Linked DNA regions of Macaca fascicularis: region 1 is linked to region 2. Evidence: chromatin contacts called from public Hi-C data. All regions are on one chromosome and are shown on one strand. The core of a region is the stretch at or near the end of the contact, and the rest is flanking DNA. Distances in the headings are between cores, read along the strand shown.

Region 1 (7,310 bases), core at 4,218-6,717, 130 kb after region 2:
AATACTTCAGCCTGGGTTGCCCAAGAGGAAGGACTCAAAACAGAGGCTTTCACACAGGACCCCATGCCATTTTTACATTTAGGAAAAGTAACAGTCATTCCTCCTTGTTGTCCTCGATCTAGTCCATGCTCCAATTTCCACAGTTGTCACCGTTTGATTTTAAGACTCGAGATTGCATGATTTTGCTGTTCTGTGATCAGTACTTATGAACGTGATCCTGCAAGACCCGGGAATTCTTTCTTGTTTCTCTTATTATTCCTCAAATCCCTGAGCCTGTGAGAAGGTGGAGAATGTGGTGGCTGCTTTTTCCTTTCCCTTGGTGGTCATCCAGGAGCACTTCTGTGTTCAGAACCACATTCTAGGGCCCTCCACTCCAAAGGACAAAGAGAGGTTGACTTTTTGCGTCACTTCTGGTTGTGAAGACTCTGGAGCCCTGCAGAAGGAATCCTGGGGGAGCAGACAGTGGTGGCGCTGGGCTATGCAAACAGCTTTCCCCATTTGCCAGGGCTGCGACCTCCAGAGCCATTCCTAGCTCACTGCTCTTAAAAGCAGATGCTAGGACCGGGTGCGGTGGCTCATGCCTGTAATCCCAGCACTTTGGGAGGCCGAGGTGGGTGGATCACCTGAGGTCAGGAGTTCGAGACCAGCCTGGCCAACATGGTGAAACCCCATCTCTACTAAAAATATAAAAATTAGTGGGGCCTGGTGGCGTGTGTCTGTAATCCCAGCTACTCAGGAGGCTGAGGCAGGAGAATCATTTGAACCTGGGAGGCAGAGGTTGCAGTGAGCCGAGATTGCACCACTGCACTCCAGCGGGCGACAAGAGGGAGTCTCAAAAACAAACAAACAAACAAATGCCAGGATGTCCAGAAGTTCAAACCTTCATAGTAAAAAGTAATTTGGAGGAAAGAATGCTCATTAATTTGCACACCCTTGATTAAGTGGCAACTCAGAAATGTAGGCTGATCCTTGATTATCCTCTTTCTGTCCAAAATGGCACTGCAGCTTCCAGGAGAGGAGAATGTGCAGCAACATCTTCTTTCCAAATGGCCCTGGTCTGGTTCAGGAATTTCAGCCACCGAGGCTGGCTGCCAGCTAGGGCTGGCCCAAGGCAGGGTAAGGTCATTGTGGGGACTCAGGCCTCCTGGTAGGCAGGGCTTGCTTGGGTCTATCAAGACGGAGGGGCTTTCTGCTGAGTCAGGCAGGGCCTATCTCCCCTCTGGCACCCTGCAGGCAGCTCACCACACCAGCAAACTTTCTCAGGGCTCCCACTCCGGCCAGGCTAGAGCTGGAGGCTGCGACACCCCATAGGCTGCCCTGTTGTCCCTGCCGGCCAGGCCCATCAGCTGCGGTGGCGCAGAGGGGAAAGGGGCGGTGGGCTCAGTGGGAAGAGCACAGCCTTCCAAAAGGACCTGAGTCTGGACCCTGCTCCATCTCTTCAGTGTGACCTTGGAAGCCACACTCAGTCTTGCCCTTCCTCAGATCCCTCCAGATGACTGCACAGCCACCTAGCACAGTGTGGACCCTAGCAAGTGAGAGCTGTTGCTATCACAGCTCTGAGAGAGGCCCACTGAAGGAGGCGTTGGCAAAGATACGGGAGCCCGGGGAGAGAAGCGTGGATGTCAGCAAGGGTGTCTGGGCACCTGTCCACAGGAGGAAACGCTTAACCTGGGCCTTGAAGAGAGGGAACAGGGTTGCTGGCAGATAAGAGAAAGGGCATGGAAGGGGATGGTGGAAATGGAGGTGTCGGGGCCAGTCTGTAGTGCAGGTGACAAGCACATGAGGAAAGGGGTCCAGGGATGACACACATGGGACCAGGGAAGGTTGCCTGGAGGAAGGGCAGCTGAGCCGAGGGTTGATAGGGAGGGAGAAACTCCACCGGCAGCCAAGGAAGGGGTCTGAAGGCTGAGGGGACATGCTGTGCAAGTGCCCTGGGGTCAAGGGGAGTGGGGAGTGTTAAGGGAGGGCAGGGATGGCGGTGTCGCAGGCCATACCAAGAAGTTAGGACTTTGCCCTGCAGCCCCTGTGGGAAGTACTACAGGGTTCTTCACAGAGGGGGACAGGTACAGATCTGTGAGTCTGAAATGGGACCTACCTCTGCATGACAGGGACCCACCTCTGCTTGGCAGGGACCCAATGCCGTGAGCCCTCTGGGAGCTGACAGCAGTGACCAGGGTGCTACAGGCTTGGGAGGGGATGTGTGGGAGAGGAAGCACACCAGAGCCACGCCAAGCACAGCTGTTTCCAGCCTTCAGCATGTTCCAAATTCAGGCCAACTTCCACAGGACATTGACATTGTTTTTTTTCGTTGTTGCTGTTTTTTTGTGTTGTTGTTGTTTCTTGTCTTTTTTTTGAGGCAGACTCTCACTGTCTTGCCCAGGCTGGAGTGCAGTGGCATGATCTCAGCTCACTGAAGCCTCCACATTTTGGGCCCGAGCAATCCTCCCACCTTAGCCTCCCCAGTAGCTGGGACTACGGGTGTGCACCACTACACCAGGCTAATTTTTGTATTTTTTGTAGAGACAGGGTTTTACCATGTTGCCCAGGCTGGTTTTGAATTCCTGGGCTCAGGTGATCTGCCCACCTTGGCCTCCCAAAGTGCTGGGATTATGGGCATGCACCACCACGCCCAGCCTACAGTACATTCTTATTTGTGTTTAGGATATTCCATGGGCCTGAGGTTCAGCACGATGCACTGAAGGAAAGCAATGCCAAGCAGCTCCAAAAGCGTGCTGTCGGGGTTTTCCATGTGTGCACGCAGAAAAGTCGTTCACTGAATGAAATGACAAGGGCCTCTGCTTTCGAGGGTCCCAAGTCTCATTCCCATTGTGGACACTCGCTTGGCCAGGAGGCGGCCAGCAGTTCTCAGCTGCCATGAGTGAGGTCTCTCAGTACCCAAAGGTGCTACTTCTTGGGCTAGATTAGGGAATGGTTTGCCTCTTCATCCATTGCACCAGAGTTTACCAAGGGCTTTCCCTGTGCCAGCCACTGTGCAGGACATGCAGAGGGCAGGACAGAGCCCTGACCTCAAGTGGGGCAGACATGTGGGAAGAGATGCGCTGATTGCAGACCAGGCCGAGTGCGGCATGGGAGAAGGGCTTTGGGGCAGCAGAGTCTGTGGGGGTCTGGGAAGGCTGAGCTGAGGCCTGAAAGTGGAGTAGACAGTGTTAATTAAGCTAAGAGCAAGGGGCTGAAAAGCCGTTTGTGATGGGAGACAGAAGCCATCACAAGAGGATTCTCTCTCATCCAGCTCTTTCCACCACAAATTATGTCTCCGGTCATTCAAGACAAAGGTGGGAAATGAGGCATCGTCTCTACAAAGACCTGCCAGTTCCTGTTAGGGTTCCTGCAGGTTTCTAAATTTCACAGAGATCACTCAGGTAGAGTTGTCGTGCACTCTTTCTCTATTATGCCAGAGAAGGCTATCTGAGTTCCCTGTATTGGAAAGGGATGGATTAAGAGAGATCTAAACAATGGAGGAAGAAGGTGGGAATTCTGGGATGGGCTCTAAAGCCCAGATGGAAGGGTGAGGCTTCCATAGGAAAAGGGAGGAGATTGCAGGGAAGGAGAGGCAGGAAGAGCCAGCTGTGGACAGATCTACAGGGATGAAGCCTGCTGGGTTGTCTTTCTCTGTGATTAGAGGTTCATCCAGGGGGACACATGCCTGTCTGTGCCCAGAAGGGCTCCCCTATCCCCTCTGGCTGGCTGTGAAGGGCGGTGGTAACCCCTGGGCCCCACCAGATCACTTCACCATCTCTCAGGCCCATCTGCTTATGGTCCTCATCAGGGACCATTCTTGCCTTTTCTGAGAGCACTAGTATCCCTGCCACCTGCACAGCTCCTGGCTGTCTATACCCCAGCACTGACCTTCACCTTCTCCTCTCGAGACAGGCAGCAGAGCATGGTAAGTGGCTAAGAATGCTGATGGCAGTGGCAGAGTGCCTAGTTTCTTACCTTGGCTCTGCCTCTTACTTGCTGTGTAACCTTGGGTGAGTCACCTAACCTCTCTGAGCTTGTCTCCTCATATGTAAAAAGGTAATAATAATAGTTCCTACATCACAGGGTTCCTGTGAAGATTAAATGAGCAAGTACGAGTGAAGCACTTACTACAGCACCTAGTAAAGAGTCAAGGGCTCCACGCATGAGTTATTTTTCATAGTATTCTAATTAAACTGCAATATTGCATTTCATCATGGAATGGTTTAAAAAAAAAAGGGTCAAGAGATTTGACTGCAGGGGTTGTGTCTCGATTTTGCTCAACCATAAGTGTAAGAAAACTCCCAGCTGAGGATTGCAGCTGTATTTACTGCACTTTAGTGCAAAGTTTCTTCCCACAGTGAGACGGTGCTGGAAATTCAGAAGTCCCAGCTGGTGTATTCCTGGCTGTCAAGCTCAACAGGAGGCCAGCTTGTGAAACTTAACACCCAAGAGGAGCCTTTGGGGTCCCCTGATGGGGAAACTGAGGCCCAGGAAGGAGTAGAGCCTTACCATACTCCAACCCCACCCCGGGGGAAAAAAGACTTCAGCTCTCAGCCAGTGGGGGCTCCCCAGGAAATCAGTTCTCTAGAGCCACGGTGGAGTGGTCACTTGGACCTGGGTCCCCAGCTTGGGCTCCTGCTTCCAGCTGCCATGTCCCCAGCAGACCCTGGTCTCAGCTGGTGGGAGCCATGGTGAGCTAAACATGGGCCTTTGCTATTAGTTTTTAGTTAAACTTTTCATTTAAGATCACTGTAACTCACAAGCAGCTGTAAGAAATAATACAGAGTGATTCCATGCATCCATTACCCAGTTTCCCCCAGCAGTGACATTTTGCAAAATGACAGGACAGTATCACAACCAGGATACTGACCTTGACACAGTCAAGTCACAGATGGCTCCATCCCCACAAGGACCCCTCATGTTGCCATTTTGCAGCCGCATCCACTCCCCACTCGCCCCACACCCTCCTCGGCCCTTTGAGCTGTGAGTCTGGTCTCTGTTTCTCTAGTTTTGTCACATGAAGAACATTACATCAGTGGAATCATGCAGTGTGGAATCTTTGGGGACTGACTCTTTGGTCCATATTGAATGAATGGGCTCATGTTCTGGGCTTGGGCCTGGTTTGGGAGGAAGGGGCCTGGCTATCTCCTTCCTGGGAGCCACAAGACACATTCCTAGGACTTTTGGTGGATTGAGATCTTAAGCTGTCAAAAAATCAAGGCCATTGTGATTGGGCCAGAACTGCCACTTGAGGGGAGGGTTTGGCCCCTCTGTGCCTCAATCTCCCCATGTGGTACAGCCCTCCCCCGCCTCCTGGTCCCAGTTTCCCTCTGCCCCTCACCCCCAGTCCGGGCTGTGGTTCACATGAGGGGCCTACCCTTTCCCTGACACATCTGGTGGCTGGGCCCCAGGCCCAGAATAGGCCATTGTGTAAACAGGGCCTACGTGATCAAGACATGGAAAATGAAGCCAAGAGCAGGAAGCCGCTTGGCCATCAGTGCAATTAAACTCAGAAGCAGAGTCCCCAAGGGCCTGCTGTGCCCAGGACGCTCGGGGTCAGCAGGGTAAAGCAGCAGGCCTGCTGCAGGAAGAAGGCGGTTGTAAGACTGCTGGCAGCAGGGTCGAGGGTGTGGCCCCCACCCCACAGATCCCACAGAAGCCCTGGAGACAGCATGGGATGGGGTGGTGGCCCAGCCCAGGGCATGGCCAGCCTGCTGGAACCCATACCCCCAACAACAGCAGCTTAACCAAGAGACGGTGTGACTTCTCGGCATCAGGACACCCATCTTGTTGCTCTGGCTTCCAGGGGCGAACCTTGTCCACATGGCCCTGACTCTTTCTATGGGGCAAGGAGAAAATAAGACCTAGACCCAGAGTGTGCACACAGCCCCTGCCTGCCTACTTTCTATTGGCCAGAACTTGGTCATGTGACCACAAGTCACATTGCTAGCTACAAGGGAGACTGGGAAATATAGTCTTTATTCTGAGCAGTTGTATACCCAAAGAAACATCAAGGTTCTGTAGGGGAGAACAAGAATTGGGGCAACTAACAGCAGGCAGGTTGACAAGCCTCTCTGTGCCTTAGTTTCCTCCTCTGTGTAATGGAGAGAATGAGAGCAATTCCTTATACAGGGGAGTTATGGAGGCCCAGTGAGTTACTGCACGCAAAAACACTTAGTGCTGGGCAGACAGACAGAGCTCAGATGTAGCTATTATTACTTTTATTACTCAGTGAGACCCTGCATGTCACAGCCCAGCACAAGCTGGTAGATGGCGCTGCTGTTGGGGACTCCACTGACCCCAAGCCCCGGGCTCTTTTGCAGGCCCTACAGCCCTCCTTCCCTCATGGCTCCTGGCTGACCCTGGGGAAGCACCCCCTGTGGTTGGGCCTGGCCATGGGCCCCCATGAACTGCCCTGCCAGTCCCGTGTCCTCTCAGGCTCCAAGCAGATGGCCTGGCCCAGCAGGACTCATGCCAGCTCAGCTGCAGGAAGTGGCTAATCTGTCTCGTGTGGCTTTACACAAATGGTCTGGTTTTTGGTGCTCAGTCCCCAGCATGGGAAGGAATCCAGGGATGGCAGGGGTGACTGCAGGACAGCCTCTCCCACTTGGTGTGGTCCGGAATTCTGGCCAAGGCCTTGTAGGGGTGGTAATGGAAGGGGTGTAGCCCAGTTCTTGGAAATGCTGAGTCCTGACACAGTGGGCACCCTGGTTGCCCGGGGAGCAGCTGGCAGCGTGTTCCTTCCTCGTCCCCACATGCTCTCTGACCCTCACCCAGTCCTCACCACGTGAACCCTCCCCAACCCACCAAGAACCCACTGGCAAGGATGATGAACGTGAGTGAAGAAGCATCATGGGGCCGGGCTCAGTGGCTCATGCCTATAATCCCAGCACTTTGGGAGGCTGAGGCGGGTGGATCACCTGAGGTCAGGAGTTTGAGACCAGCCTGGCCAACATGGCAAAACCCTGTCTCTACTAAAAATACAAAAATTTGCCGGGTGTGGTGACCACCACCTATAATCCCAACTACCTCGAAGGCTGAGGTAGCAGAATCACTTGAACCCTGGAGGCGGAGGTTGCAGTGAGCCGAGATTGTAGCACTGCACTCCAGCCTGGGTGACAGAGCGAGACTCCTTCTCAAGAGAAAAAAAAAAAAAAAGCATCGGGGCTCACTCCTGCCCCCTATGGGCCTGAGAGAGACCTAGAAACTTATCCCCTGATCCTGTGGGGCAGATGCTAGAGATCAGGGCAGTGGAGCCTGAGCTGTTCCTGCCGAGGCGGGAAGACTGAAGCCAGAAACCCAGACAGGCCAAGGAGAGCAAGGACAGGGGA
Region 2 (6,823 bases), core at 3,505-6,004:
CATACAAAAATCAATTTTATCTCTATATGCTAGAAATTAACATGTGGAAACTGAAATTAAATATACCTAACATTTGTAATTACTTATTTTTAAAAAGGTATAAATTTGACCAAATGTGTATAGAACTTTTATGCTGAAAACTATGCAACATTTATGAAAGGAATCAAAGAACAACTAAATAAATGGACGTATATACCCATGTTCATGGATTGGAAGACTTAATAGTAAAAATGTCAGTTCTTGAAAAATATACATGTTTAATGAAATTCCTATCATAATCCCAGCAAGATTTTTAATGAATATAAACAAGATTATTTTAAAATTTATATTGAAAGGTGAAGGAACTAGAATAGTTAAAAGAATCTTGTAGACTGAGTGTGGTAGCTCATACTTGTAATCCCAGTGCATTGGGAGGTCACAGTGGGAGGGCAGCATAAGGCCAGGAGTTCAAGACCAGCCTGGACAACATGGAGAGATTTCTTCTCTAGCAAAAAAAAAAAAAGGTCTTGTAAAAGAAGAATAAAGTGAGAGCAACCAGCCTATTCAATTTCAAGATTTATAGAGAACTTCAATAATCAAGACTGTGTGTTATTGGTGGAGGAATAGACACAGACCAAGGAAACAAAATAGAGAACCCAGAAACAGACCTGTACAAGCAGGCCAGTTGAATTTTACAAATGTGCAAAAGCAATTCAATGGAGGAAAGGCAGCCTTTCAAACAAACTGTGCTGGAGCAATGGGACATGTAGAGACAAATGAACCTTGATCTAAATCTCACACTCCAGACAAAAAGTAATTCAAAGTAGGTTACAGACTTAAGCATAAAATGTAAATCTATATAACTTTTAGAGAAAACCAGGAAAAAATCTCTTGAGGTAGGACTACACAGAGTTCTTAGACTTGACATCAAATGCATAATCCATAAAACAAAAAATTGATAAATTGTTTCTGATCAAAATGAAAACTTTTACTCTGCAAAAGACCTTGTTAAAAGAATTAAAAGACAAGTTACAGACTGGAAGAAAATATTTGCAAATCACATATCTAGTATCTCATAGACTAATGTCTAGAATATACCAAGAACTCTCAAAACTCAACAGTAAAAAATCAACAAGCAAACAATTAGAAAATAGCCAAAAGGCTGCAGTGAGAGATCGTACACTGCACTCCAGACTGGGTGACAGAGTGAGACCCTGTCTCAAAAAAAAAAAAAAAGAAAAGAAAAAAAAAGAAAGAAAAGAAAAGAAAGAAGGAAAGGAAGGAAGGAAGGAAGGAAGGAAGGAAGGAAGGAAGGAAGGAAGGAAGGAAGGAAGGAAGGAAAGAAGGAAAGAAGGAAGGAAGGAAGGAAATAGCCTAAATGATGGGCATGGTGGCTCATGCCTGTAATTCCAGCACTTTGGGAGGCTGAGGCCAGGTGGATCACCTGAGCTCAGGAATTTGAGACCACCCTGGACAACATGATGAAACCCCATCTCTACTAAAATACAAAAAATTAGCCAGGTATGGTGGCCTGCACCTGTAGTCCCAGCTACTCGGGAGGCTGAGGCATGAGAATTGCTTGAGCCTGGGAGGTGGAGGTTGCAGTGAACCAAGAAGGCGCCATGGCACTTCAGCTTGGGCTACAGAGTGAGGCTAAGTCTCAGAAAAAAAAAAGGGGGGGGGGGGGGTGGGGGGGGGCAAGAAAATAGCCAAAAGACAAGAAGAGACATTTCACTGAATGGGATATATAGATGGCAAATAAGCACATGAAATAACACTAGCCATTAGGCAAAAGCAAATTAAAGACCATAGTGAAATATCATCACTACACACTTAACAGAAAGATTAAAATTTTTAAAATGGTGACAACACTACATGCTGACGTGAATGCTGAGAGACTGGATCTCTCCTACACTGCTGGTGGGAATGTAAAATACTACAGTCACTCTGGAAAACATTTTGGCATTCTCTTTAAAAACTCACAATTTCCATACAGCTCAGCAATTGCACTCCTGGGCCCTCATCTCAGAGAAATGAAGACTTAGGTTCACACAAAAACCTGAACATGGAGGTTTACAGTAGCTTTATTCTTAATCATCAAAAACTGGAAACAACGCAGATATCCTTCAGCAGATGACTTGTTAGGCACACTGTGGTACTTCCATACTGTGGACTGCTACACCCAACCACCTGGAATTACGCTGAATGAAAAGGTGAATCCTAGAGGTTATGTACTTTATGATTCTATTCATAAAATATCCTTGAAATGACAAAATTTTAGAAATGGAGAACAAAATAGTGGTTGCCAGGGGTTCTAGGGAAGTGAGGATGAGAGGGAAGTGGATGTGGCTATAAAAGGGTGCCACTTTGTGGGATGGAGACGTTTTGTAGCTTGACTACAGATACTGCATCAGTGTCAGTATCCTGTTGTGATATTTACTGTGGTTTGTGAGAAGTTGCCACGGCAGGAAACTGAGTAAAGGGCACATAGCATCTCTCCGTATTATTTGTTACAACTGCATAAGAATCTACAATTATCTCAGAATAAGTTTAATTACAAGAAAAAGCCAGATACAGAACAATAGGATCTGTCTCTTAAGTCCCAAATTCCCAGTTGGCTGGCCACACACCACAGTCTCAGTTCTGTCCATAACCAAGTTTTGGGGATCTCTTCAAGTTTGCAATGTCACTTCTACTAAGATCCCTCTGACAACTTCAGTTAAGGCTCTCCTCAAAACCTTTTTTTTTTGAGACAGAGCCTTGCTTTTTCACTCAGGCTGGAGTGTAATCACCGCAACCTCCGCCTCCTGGGTTCAAGTGGCTCTCCTGCCTCAGCCTCCTGAGTAGCTGAGATTACAGGTGCCTGCTATCACACCCAACTAATTTTTGTATTTTTAGTAGAGATGGGGTTTCACCATGTTGGTCAGGCTGATCTCGAACTCCTGACCTCAGGTGATCCACCCGCCTGGCCTCCCAAAGTGCTGGGATTACAGGCATGAGCCACTGAGCCCGGCCTCTCCTCCAAATTTTCAAGCTGTGTATTTTAAATCATGAAATGTTAGAGCCAGGGACATGTGAAATAATGGCTTGATAAAAGCATCCATCAGACCCCCAACCACCCTTCCTTTCAATGAATTATAACCCACGGAAATCCAGTGCACTTAGCGTGTCCAGCTTTGAGTGAAGCCCCCAAGCTTCCTGCCCCTGAGACTGCTGCCCCTCAACCTCTCTTGCATGGATTCTGTAGAGCTGCCCGGACCAGAAGTCACTTGGCCACTCCTCTGCTCCAGGCGTGGTGGCCTGCCAGAGGCCAGACAGTGGGTGAGTCACGCTCAGCAGTGCCTACAACTCAAGCCACTGCTCAAACGCTGTTGTTTTATTTCTCGAGTTAGACCACAGGCTCTACAACAACCTGGGCCTCATTGGACACACACAGTGTGACGCCGAGACACAGTTCTCAATGCTGCTATGGTGTAGAATTTTTTGCAGAGGAGGAAAGACAGGAAGGCCTCTTGAGGTCAGTGTGAGTCAGGGACACTTCACTGGGGCATAGGTATATCACTCACAGGTTGAAGGTGGTAGACTGAGGCTCAAAGAGCAAGCGGAAGAGCTAATGTTCAACCCAAGTGGTCTGGAGTCTCAGTCCAGTGGCCGTATCCTCCACGGCCACGTTGCTAGTTATACTGGACAGAGCTCAGACTGTGCCCTGGCCTGCGTAGATGCACCAGAGGTTTTATCTGGGGGTCACAGCCACTGGGCATGGGAGGGTTGCTGGGGATTGCCGGGAAGGGACAAGGCATTTGTAGGCATACACCATCTGCTTTTACACTACCAAGAGTCACGTGGACCCCCTCCAGCATTTTTTTTCCCCCGAGATGGAGTCTCACTCTGTCACCCAGGCTGGAGTGCAATGGCGTGGTCTCCGCTCACTGCAACCTCCGCCTCCCGGTTTCAAGCGATTCTCCTGAGTAGCTGGGACTACAGGCGCGTGCCACCACGCCCGACTAATTCCCCCTCCAGTACTGTATGTGTCTGACTGCATGAGGTGTGAGTGTGTCTGTGTATGACTGCGTGTGTATGATGTGTGTGTATCATTGCAGGTGTATGATGTGAGTGTGTCTGTGTATATGTGTGGGCCAGGTGTGTAGTCTGCAGATGTCTGTGCACGTCTGTGTCTCTGTGGGTTGTCTGTGCCTATGTCTCTGCATTACTTTCTATGTGAATCTAAGTGAGTTTGTGTGTCTCTGTGGATGTCAGGTGTCTTTGTGTCGCTGGGGCTGTGTGTGTGCATGCATGTGTGGTCTGTGTGTGTCTGTATGCATGTAGGATCTCTGGGATGTGTGTCGGTATGTCCATGCAGTGTAGTGACTTTGGGAGTGCACATGTGTGCACGTGTGGTATGTGTGCGGCCCTGCGCGCGTTGTCTGTGTACGTGCGGTGCCTGTGGGTATGTGTGCGCGCGTGTGCCCGGGGATGTGGTGTGTCCTCCTGCGCTGAGGCTCCGATGAACCCAGCTCAGTTCAGACCTCCCTGATAGTCCCCGGGCGGCCACCCCGGGGCGCGGCTGTCCACGAGGCGGGGAGGAGAGGAGTGCGTGGCTGGGTCGGCGGGCGGCGCCCCCGCTCCTCCCCGCGGGCCGGGCACACGTGGGCCCCGGGCGCCGCCTCCCCGCGCCGCCCGCCGCCCGCCGGGTCCCGCGCGTCCCCACCCACCTCGGGCCGCCCCCGCCGCCGAGCCGGCCCGGGGATAAAGTGGCGGCGCAGACGCCGCACCCTGTCGCCGCGAAGCCGGTCGCGCGCAGCTCGTCCCGGCCCTAGCCCGCCGCAAACGAAGATCCGCGGCGCTCGGGGAACGCGACAGCGGCGCTCGTGGCCCCGGTAACTGCCTCCCGGCCCCCGCCCCAGCCCGCCAGTGCCGCCGTCAGGGGTGGGGAGCAGCATCGGGGTCCCGGAAACACCCGGCGTGAGCTCCCGCTACCCATGTGTGCGTGTGTGTGTTCACGGTGTGTGTGCGCGCGTGTCCTTGTGTGCGCGCGTGTGTGTGCGCGCGCGCCCTCCCTGCTCCCTCGCACCAGCCCCCAAACCAACTTGTCCCCATCAACTCCATCTTTCTAGTCCCCACCTTCCCCGGTGCAGACACCGGCGAAGCGCCCCCCGGTTTTCCCAGGGGCATTTCCGATGACAGCTGCGGGGCTACATGTCCTGTACTGTCGGAGACGCGCAGGAAGCAAAGTTTGTGAGAAACCTTGGGGGCGACTTTGCCTCGGGCACCCGCATTTGTGCGTCTGCGAGGTGCCTCGGTGTGCGCCGAGCTAGTTTCCCAGTTTCCCGGGCCCCTCCCTGCTCCGAGCCCCTCCAGCGATTTGTTTAGGAAAAGTGATGACATGAACTAGTAGTGGAGATTCGCAGCGCCGCTCCCCGCCCTGGGGAGGGAGGGGAGCCCCGGAGAGCCTGCCAGTGGGAGCTGGAAGCAGGCTCCCGGCTGAGCGCCCCAGCACGAAAGGCAGGGTCTGGGTGCGGGAAGAGGGCTCGGGAGCTGCCTTCATGCTGCCTTGGGGCCGCCTAGATGAGGGAACAGCCGGGTTTGCCTGGTTCTGATTCTCCAGGCTGTCGTGGTTGTGGAATGCAAACGCCAGCACATAATGGAAACAGGTTTGTCATGTATCCTTGGAATTTCAGATGGGAGGAATAATCTGAGTATCATCCACCTCATTACTGTGCCCACTTGAAACTGTTCCTTGGAGATTTTAAGATAGATGGGTCTTCTTGCAGCTGGGTCTTTGTACCCATAGAGCCGACTGTAATTTCCACTTGATTACAGCTAAAATAGTCTTTAAGATGAAGTTTCCTGAAATGATTTAAAATAAACACAGATGGGAAGGGGGAAAAGCTGTAATGAGGCACTTAAAAAATAAAGTGAGCATTTTCTTAAGAACAAATGGGATTTTTCAGTCTTGGAGAGGTTTGCAAGAAATATATGTATTTTTTAAACCTTTGAAACGGAGGGGTTTTTAAAACTGCTTTTAAAAAAATGTTACTGACTCTGAACTAGGCTTTTCTCTCCTATCCATACATGTTCTTGAGATATTTCTGACTTTGGAATATGTCACTTTCCTTCTAGGATCTGAAGACCCTTCCAGAATGCCAGAGGAAAGTTCCCCCAGGCGGACCCCGCAGAGCATTCCCTACCAGGATCTCCCTCACTTGGTCAATGCAGATGGACAGTACCTCTTCTGCAGGTACTGGAAACCCACAGGCACACCCAAGTAAGTCTTCCTTAAAGAGTCACCCCAGGTGACAGGGGAGCTTGACCCCTGCTTCTCCTCTGGTCGTTATCATGTGCCATCTGGGGCGGGGCCGCTTTCTCTATGACCTACTTCCCCTGCTATTTTAACGTTAGGCTGAGCAATGTTAACAAAGCTAAAATGTATACTTTATAATTTTTAAATTAAGAAGCAGGAATTCTTTTTCCATTATAACAACTCAGATATGGATCCTACCGTATGGCAATTTTCAAAAATTCCACATGACTTTATTTTTTGTACTGGAGTTGATTTCCTGTTGTACAGGCATTCATTTAAAATCAAACCCAACAATTAAAGAAAATCCCCTAGGTGGATGAGAAACCCGAAGTAATACATATATCTTCACCTTTGCTCTCTTTTCCTGCTTGTTTCTGAGCTTCAGAAGATGGCATACATGTGTCACCAGGAAGACAGGGGCCTGGGTATTTCCTTCCGATTCCTTGCCTGCTCAATTACTTTGTACATTTTCCATCAAGGATTTGTCTTGCTATTAGAAGCAGGCATTGGGACTACACGCAAGACAGTTGGTCTCCTGCTGCT

What was found. Hi-C and Micro-C count contacts between places; a contact is called where the count stands out from the background.
Region 1: a Hi-C map of skeletal muscle shows a contact between it and region 2, with 2.8 times the contacts expected there. The contact joins the enhancer-like site here to the promoter of MGLL in region 2.

The regions. Positions count from the first base shown.
Region 1 is chr2:155,739,509-155,746,818 of T2T-MFA8v1.1, forward strand. All of the region lies in intron 4 of MGLL (monoglyceride lipase), which reads left to right. Among named protein-coding and RNA genes, the nearest start is that of ABTB1, 27 kb to the right of the region's middle. Within about 2 kb of position 5,468, at least 1 of the 6 cell types and tissues checked has an H3K27ac peak or open chromatin away from gene starts, as enhancers often do.
Region 2 is chr2:155,612,585-155,619,407 of T2T-MFA8v1.1, forward strand. It overlaps MGLL (monoglyceride lipase), which reads left to right and starts at 4,755. Exons shown (of 6, transcript XM_074033216.1): 1 at 4,755-4,856; 2 at 6,100-6,244. The coding sequence starts at 6,190.